Regions from separate parts of the Mus musculus genome. Here all the other regions are linked to region 3. Evidence: chromatin contacts called from public ChIA-PET and Hi-C data. All regions are on one chromosome and are shown on one strand. Each heading gives the region's core, a stretch centred on a gene start, on an enhancer-like site or on the middle of the called end of the contact. The rest is flanking DNA. Distances are from core to core; before and after follow the strand shown.

Region 1 (2,700 bases), core at 194-2,693, 140 kb after region 3:
ATGTGAAGTACATCTTTGGTGCCTTTAAAATAAACACCTTACACACCAGTCATTCTCTGCATCATCTACAGCCATTGACAAGTAGGTGGGAGTTTCCTTTTGAAATGAGAGCTAGTTTGTGTGTATGTATGACTGTGCGTGCATGTGCACGTGTGTATACGTGTATATGCATTTGTACCTGTGAGCACACTCACGTGTATATGCACTTGTGGAGGCCAGAGGTCAGTGTCAGGTGTCTCTGTCTCTGTCTCTCTTAACATTATTCTTGGGACAGGGTCTCTCCCTGAGCTTAAGGGTGACACTTCGGCTGTGCCAGCTGACCAGCAAGCAACTAGGTCTGTCTGCCATCCCCCTACCAAATGGCCCCACACCCAGTTTTCCATGGGGGCTGAGGAACTGAATTCCTGCCATCAGTGATTGAGCAGTAAGTATTTTATCCAGTGAACCATCTCCTCCGCCCCAGAGTTTCTTACTTATCTAGTGGTTTGTGGGCATTTTGAGATGAAGTTTCAGCTCCTTATTGCACCAAGCCTGCCACTGACCAAGCCCTGAGCCCACACTGACATTTTCCATACCCCATGTACTTCAGCCAGGCTGGAAGACAGCCATCCCTGCTGAGCTTTGCTTCTGTTTGTTCTCGCTTGCTACTCTTGGGGTTGTAAACCAGTGTCCCTGTGTGCCTAGGTAGCCTTATGTCCTCTTCCTTCATCCTCCCAAATGATGAGGCCACAGACCATGCCACCATTCCCAGCCATGAAAGAAAATAAATTTTTGTGCAAAACAGCTGAACAAACACATGAATAAATCATGTGATTTCATTACAAAAGTAAGTTTTTGGGATTAGGGACACGGCTTTGTGGGTAAGATTACTTGCTCTGAGAGCACGAGGACCTGAGTTCAAATCCCAGCACCCTTGTAAAAACCCCAGTGTGGCTGCGCATGCCAGCAACCCCAGCAGAGGAGGAAAGGCAGAGGAGGAGCAGCAAACAAGGCAGGTCCAGGTAAAGACCAAGCAAGGCAGGAGCCGAGGAGAGGAAACGCCGGCAGTCACTCTGGTCTCCACGTGAGCACAGGCATGTGCTATTGAACACATGAGCCCTACTGAGCTTGCACCACACACTACACAACACACACAGGAAAAATGGAAAAATGTATTTTTTATTTTTATATTTGTGCCCCAAATAGTCGTCAAAAACACAGCAAATAAAAGGTGTGTTACCTTTAAAAAAATTTAAAGCTATCTCTGAAATCATTTGGACGGCTTGCCTTCCTCTGAAGAAGCAGGGGTATTGCCTAAGACTCGGCCTTAGCCCTCTCCCACCTTTCCATGCTAGCCCTCCATGTTTCCTCCTCTAGGGTGTGACTGCTCACCCCTTGTACACACCCTTGGAGTCTCACTGTCACTTGAGTCTCAGCACTTCCAAACAAAATTCTCCTTAGCAGCAAAAACAGCACAGTGGAGGGGACACCTTGTGCCAGAAAGAGATCTCTGTTTCAGTGGTCTTCACACAGGTCCCGCTGCCAACCGTGCTGTGGGAATTTAAACAGACTGTTAGGAGAGAGCTTGCCAAGTGTGCGCAAAAGGTTTGATCCCCAGCACCACCACGTAAGCTAGGCGTGGTGGCATATTCTACTAACCTCAGATGGGAAGTGGGAGCAGGAGAATGAGAAATTCTGACCATCCTTGTCTACTTATAGATGGTAAGATTGAGATCTGTCTGACAGCATGAAACCCTGTCTCGGGAGCAAAGCACCTAGCACAGAATGTTCTCAAAATCTAGATGTGGGGCTGCAGGGATGGCTTCGTGTTGAGAGTACTTGCCAAGCTAGCACAGGACTTAAGTTCAGTTCCCAGCAGCCAGGCTGGTGACTCAGAACCCCTGTGACTCAGCATCTCCTTGGGCACTCATGAGCTCATGGTAAACTCCAGATCCTCTCTTCTTTCCGTGTTGTGAACATTGATGACTCAGTCTGGCCATGTTTACGATGAGTCAGCTTGCACATTGCAGAGATGGTATAAGAAAAGGGTAGATTTAGACTGCTGCCTTCGGGCTTGACATACCAGGAATGTTCTGAGCTATTCCCCTGCAGCAGGGTCAGTATGAGAAGGCTTTTCCAGCCCAACAAAGGTTTACTGGACTCCTCAGAATTATTTTAGTTAGGGTATTTTGTCTTGTTTCCCCGCCATGACAAGAGTGGGGAAATCGCTCTGAGGCTGACCTTGTCGGGAATACTGAATGATGTCCTCCTTGAAAACTATCCCTGACTTCAGTAGACATTTAGAGGTTGATTGGAGCAAGCAGCTTGCTTTCCTTGGGAAAACAGGATGGAGAGGCTCCAGGTCACCAGCCGTGGCCTGCATGTTGTGTGCCAAGGTACCCAGGAGCTTGTGTCACTCCATGGGAAGTCCTGGGGCTGGCTCATTCCTGCCCTGAACCAGCCATGGGTCTTTAAAGGAGGTGGCATGCTTTTAAATTCTGGCTGCTATCCATTAAAGCTTTAATTAGCACTAATTAGGAATCTGGGGTAATCAGCTTGGCCTGAAATGGAAGCCTGTGTATGCTGGGAAGAAAGGCTTTGCTAAATAAACCAGCAGGATGAACAGTATTATGGGGTGAATGCTTTTCTGGGGAGCAGCTGATGGTAAGGATTAGTGCTTGCCCTGGGCATGCAAATGAGGGCTGCTGGCTACAAACAGCA
Region 2 (2,700 bases), core at 118-2,617, 250 kb after region 3:
GATTCTAAGAGCAAATGGTATGCAGCTAATGTAATAACTTGAAAACAAATAATACAATACAACTGTATTTGAAATTTAACAAATAACAAAGACGAGGGGGAGGAGGTTAACCAGTCATTCCTAGCATAGTCAAATATATTCTTGCAGAAATCTAAGATAAGTTCAGGGCGTTTGCCTAACATTCGAAAGGGACATACAGAAATCCAATTTACCCCTGAGAAGAATAGAATGGAGGCGAGTCCTTGGCCTCAGCTTCTTCTCCACACCTAGAGGGTAACCTGGAGATCACAAACCCACTTAATCAACCCACTTTTAAGGAATGTTATTCAAATAACCATTTTCGAATGTTTTGGGATTGAACACTAAAATTTTAATTATATTTGTTCGTGTCCTAATCATGAATTTTTACCACTTGGCAAAAAGCAGCATACTTGGCAGATACTTAGCATTAAAATGTCTAACATACCAACATAACGATAAAGCCGGAAATCTATCATAGTCAAACGCCACAACGTTTTCCAACAAAACTTTCAGGAACAAATTGTACTTCATATTTCTCAACAGGGAAATACAAGCGAACACCCCAGCTACGTTCTAACAGTACAGTTTTCGGGCGATGAGCGCTAGCCAGAACACGTCTTGCACCTTCCGCCGGGTCCAAAACACCGGGGAGAGTCAGCAGTGGGTGGAGCGAGGGAGGCGGAGTCGTGAAATCAAGTCCAGACGACCACAGAGCGAAGCGATCCTCCCCAAGATTTCTTAAAGCCTTCTCTTGGGCACCAGAGGGGGAGGGCTGCTTTCCAAACAGCAAGACTCAACTAATCTCTCAGCCCAGGAGAAGCCGGAGATCAAGCCAAGCCAGGTAAACAGCCAAACCAGGCGACACAGGGAGTCCCCGCCTCTTCCTCCAGCGGAGACTCAAACCAAAACAACCCAACGGGTCCTCCCCGGCTCGCCGCGGCCTAGCGCGCCCGCCACCCGTCCCTGGCTTGTTAGACGCCGGGGCCAGCCGGGGCCAGCCGCGGCCTAGCACGCCCGCTCCCGCCACGCTTCCCACTCTACGGTCACCCCAAGCCCAAAACACGTCACAATCGCGGCCCGGGGGAAGCTCGTCCTTGGGAAAGAGAGCTTCGTCACCACGGAGACCGTTCCCAAAACTCGCCAGGCCCGGGTTCCAGGGCCGAGACGGAGCGCGAGCGCCGGTTACCTCGAAAGCACGCGGCCCGTCCGCAAACCTTACCGGTCAGGGCCTCCGCCCCGCACGCTACGCCGCGCCCCGAACCTCCGCGGCCACCACCACTGCCTCTCAGCGTAGACCGGCTACACCTTCTCTAAGCGGAGAGCCGGCGGTGCGTCACTTCCGCCCCAGGGAGGCTCGCTTCCGCCTCTGCTGCTGCGCATGCTCTGCGGCGACACGCCCCACTCGCTAGCTGTAAAGAGTCCTTTAGTGGTTTCCCTGACAGCTTTTTCCTCTGTGGCTTTTGGTCAGTGATGTAGTCACCTCAAAACACAGTCCGTTTGAAACAAATTAACTGACTTACCAGCGAAATGGGAAGGATCGCTCAGAGGCCAGGTGACCTGGGTCTTAAATATCAGTCTAAGCTAATACATGTTTCAATATATACAGAAGCCCCAAGAACTGTCATAGCTATCACGAATTGAACCATCATATTCCCGTGTTGCTATGAAACTAATGACATTTACCGTATCACCAGCGAAGAAAGCATAACATTAAACAGAACAATAATATACAAAACTCTAATTTCAAGTTCTTTCATTTTCCACACAATTCAAGTCCACATTGGCCTCCATAAGACAGGTTCTTAATATTTGCTGATTCATTTGTTTCTTATATATTGAAATTTTTTAAGTTGGGTGTCTGTGTGTTTGCTTGTTTGTTTGTTTAAATAGGGATCTCTTCATTCTGGTCCTCCAAAAGGAAAAATTACTGTTGAGAGACATAGGCTGTTGAAGCAAAAGTTAAGTTCGGCATTGTGGGTTTTAAAGAAATATTTATGATTAAGACGGTAGTGTATTCATGAGATAAGTAATATTCCAACACAAGATATGATGGATTTGAATAAAATACACTTGCTTCCATGAAGTTCCAATTCAAACTGCACATTTAACAGAGAAAGGTAAGCTATATAAGGCAAAAGTAATTTTAGAAATTTAAATTATTTTCACTTCCATATCACGATCAACCAAGTCTTCCTTTTGAGGTATTTCTTCCTGTGCTGCTCTAGAAAACAACCACAAGGGAAAGCAGGTCACAAAACCACAATGTCTATAATAATATAATGAAATTGAGATCTTTTGCGTTTCAGACACTTCATTTTAGTGCAACTATAGGGGAAAATGCCCTGGAGAGAGAGAAAGAGAGAGTGAGAGAGAGATGAACAGACAGACATCTCAGGGCATTTAACCACAAAGGGGCATTCTGTTGGTCAGGAGACACAGCTACCAAAATGCAGGGCAGGGTTTTAGTTTTTAACTTCATACAGAACCTCCTTACTGAGATTACTCAAGACCCCATGATTGCTCTCATGGCTGGCTGTGAGTTAAGGCATTCTACTGCTCCAGGGTGAAGACATCCTGTTACTTTTTTAACTAATTGATTTATTCACTTTACATTCCAATATTACATCTCCTCCCAGTCCCCTCTGCAGCTCCACCCCTCATCCCCTCTCCTTCTTCTCT
Region 3 (2,700 bases), core at 122-2,621:
TAGAGGAGCCTCGCTGCTCTGGATAGTGAGGGGAATTGACTTGGAAACAGATCTGCGTTTGCTGCCCATTTGAGGGCACAGATGTGGAGAGGCCCGGAGGCTGTCGGTAGCTCTCTGTCCTTGTCTAAAGGAAAGGCATGTTCTCTTTCCAGGACCACATCCTTTTTCATCCTTTACTTCTCTCCAGAAAATGAGAGCATAGCCCAGCAACCATTGTTGCTGTTGTTATAAACATTGTAATAAGCACTCGGCTGCAGGATCCTTAAAGGATTCCCCCCTGAGTGGGTTGTCCCAAAATGCACCACGTAACGCCATGTCAATTCAGTCTTGTTTGGGCACCATTAAAAACATAGTAGTTTTACACAGCTCTCCAGGCAAGAATGACCTCATTAATGAGAAGAGGCATATAACAGTTAAAGCCTCAAACGCTCATGAAGGTATTATTTTAAAACCTTTTAAATGCCAAACACCAGGCTGTTTAAATAGCTTGTTTCATGTAATATTTATTAGTTATTAAGCCTCATTTTTGTTTTGTTCTATACAAATAGGAAGTTTACTTCAAATGACCACAGAGAGAGATTTCTGTTATCTTCCCCTCCTTAGTTTCTTGGAGTTTGCTGAGTTTGGATTCCTCTTTGTGTAGACCATTTCTTTCCCTTTAGCATTTTAAGATATTGAGCACAAGATTAAAATCCTGCTTTCCACTTGAGCTCTACTCCACAGCTCAAATTTTGTAATTGTTCCTCTGACTGCAACAGTTACTAATTTTAGCTACAAGTAAGCTTCCTCCTGTGACTTGCACCTACACTCCCCTTCTGGCACCCTCACAGTGACCTGTCACCGTGCTTGCATGAGATGACTTAAATGTCCTTGGACAGGAAAAAGTGCAGCCCATGGACCACTCCGAGGCACTTTAAATAGTGTGCATGGGCTTTCCTAACGCAGGTTAGCTGTGTGTTGATAAATCCACAGAAGTAGAGTATGCCGGAGAGGCCTCCCCTCTGCTGCTCCCAACTAGCCAGAACTGGTTTCCTTTGTGAGACTCCACACCAATTTAAAAGGCAGAGTGTGCTTGACATCTGGACTCCTATTTTTTTTTTATACCATGTCTTTCTAATTGTGTTTTTAAGCTATTCTTTGTTTCTTAATCATCACTCTGTAAGTATAAGATTCTCGCAGCCATTTGTCTCTCTTTACTACAAAGAACAACGCACAAGTCCAGGGGCTTCTATGCAGACAGGGTGTACATCTCCGAAATTACTTCTGGAGAGTAACTGTTCCCAGACAGCAGGACAGTGCAGACTGGAGCCACTTAGTGAGGTGTGAAGGCTCCTCCTCCCTCTGAGGGGAAGCGTGGTTTGTGAGAATGGTAGGTGCCGGTGACTTGGTCCTCTATTCGAAGTGAAACCAGAGCAAACCACAGGGGTTCCGTTCTGGAGAGTCAATTTGCTCAAGAGTTTGCTTAGCTAGGCCTGGGACTCTTGGGTGAGACCTTCCATAAGACAATAGGGCGGTGAGCAGCTTGAAGTCAGCACTCTGCTGAAGGCAGGCAGGCTGGGGAGAGCTTGTCTCTGAAGACACTGCAGCGAGGAGAGAGCAAGCTGGGTCTCAGGCCCAGCTCTAGACCGCTAGACCTGCCCTGCTATGCCCTGGGTGACCTCTTGCCATGAAGAGTGCCTGTCTCAGGGAGTCCTCTGATCAGTGAAATCTAGATGTCAGTGGTGCTCTACTTTGTGTGAGAGAGTAGCTTTATCTGCTGCTTGTTAGTCACCTGTCTGTACACCAAAGCCATCAGCTGGCTGGGACGAAGGGACTAGGCAAGAGAGGCTGGCTTTGTATTTTCCCTAAATGTAGGTGGTTTTGTGTCACCCATAAAATGTAAAAAAAAATTTTAAATATGTGTCAAGAATAACATTTGGGTAGTATGCATATATATATATATATATTTTTTAAAAATTCATTTGTGATAATGAAAAATGAAAACACAAAGATTAGTAACTTGCTCACTTAACTCATTCTAGTTTTGTGATTTTCTGTGAAGTGTTTATGTGTTTACTTGTAATGTGTTAGTTTTTGGGTGGTGAAAAGGAGCTGAGTTATGAGGGGGGTGTATATTTTCTTTTTGTGTATCTATTTTCTAACTCCTACAGTTGTAGCTTTTAAAAGTTACTTCCAAGTGTGTCTAAAAACACTTGTCTCAGTGACAGCCTGCATTTGAGGTCTGGCTTTGGGCTTTTTGATGTGTTTAAGGTGGACTCTCAGATAGTTAGAGTCCATACCAAATGTGGTAGCAATTATTTTCTGTGAACTTGAGTGCTGTGTGGGCTCTTGCTGCTCCTTGAATTGTATTAATTATTCCTTACATCTGCCCTTTCACATAGCTCAGGGGTCTGGAGGGAGCTTGATTATTGCGGTTGTTTCAAGTCAGTTTTCACCCTGGGCTAGCAACATCACCACACTTTCACACCGTACGGAGCGGGCTGGCATTCTGAGCACAGTCACTGCTGACACCAGTGAGCAGCAAGACCTGGGTTTAAAGACAGTCACCCCACAGTGTGCCCAGATTATGCAAGCAGTGTACGTTTCCTTCATCTGCTCCAGAGTTCTTCCCTTTGGTTTATTTAGAGCAGAAGATTCACGGAATTCAAGAGCGGTGCCCTGTGATAGACTCCAGGCATGATGCTTATGTGAAGCTACAGT

Evidence for each region. A called contact is a pair of places that touch in the nucleus more often than the background predicts. ChIA-PET counts read pairs in DNA pulled down with a chosen protein or histone mark.
Region 1: a Hi-C map of bone marrow-derived DN3 thymocytes shows a contact between it and region 3, with 2.4 times the contacts expected there. The contact joins two enhancer-like sites. A contact is called at or near these places in 27 of 484 Hi-C or Micro-C datasets (the Ba/F3 cell line, ECoMG myeloid progenitors, the HL-1 cell line and 20 more) and 1 of 115 datasets of contacts at active chromatin or transcription factors (bone marrow-derived dendritic cells).
Region 2: a contact with region 3 is called in an RNA polymerase II ChIA-PET map of memory CD8 T cells, with 21 read pairs. The contact joins the promoter of Tax1bp1 here to the enhancer-like site in region 3. A contact is called at or near these places in 2 of 484 Hi-C or Micro-C datasets (CD4 T cells and bone marrow-derived macrophages) and 3 of 115 datasets of contacts at active chromatin or transcription factors (the SCID.adh cell line, effector CD8 T cells and memory CD8 T cells).

The regions. Positions count from the first base shown.
Region 1 is chr6:52,824,969-52,827,668 of GRCm38.p6, reverse strand. All of the region lies in intron 2 of Jazf1 (JAZF zinc finger 1), which reads left to right. Among named protein-coding and RNA genes, the nearest start is that of Gm52904, 27 kb to the right of the region's middle. Within about 2 kb of position 1,443, at least 150 of the 459 cell types and tissues checked have an H3K27ac peak or open chromatin away from gene starts, as enhancers often do. A contact at or near this core is called in bone marrow-derived macrophages, where this site is marked.
Region 2 is chr6:52,712,396-52,715,095 of GRCm38.p6, reverse strand. Tax1bp1 (Tax1 (human T cell leukemia virus type I) binding protein 1) reads right to left here and starts at 1,367. Exons shown (of 18, transcript NM_025816.3): 1 at 1,241-1,367.
Region 3 is chr6:52,964,347-52,967,046 of GRCm38.p6, reverse strand. All of the region lies in intron 1 of Jazf1 (JAZF zinc finger 1), which reads left to right. It overlaps Gm33219 (a long non-coding RNA gene), which reads left to right. Exons shown (of 2, transcript XR_377681.3): 2 at 1-1,889. Among named protein-coding and RNA genes, the nearest start is that of Gm33219, 11 kb to the left of the region's middle. Within about 2 kb of position 1,371, at least 87 of the 459 cell types and tissues checked have an H3K27ac peak or open chromatin away from gene starts, as enhancers often do. A contact at or near this core is called in the SCID.adh cell line, bone marrow-derived macrophages, effector CD8 T cells and 1 more, where this site is marked.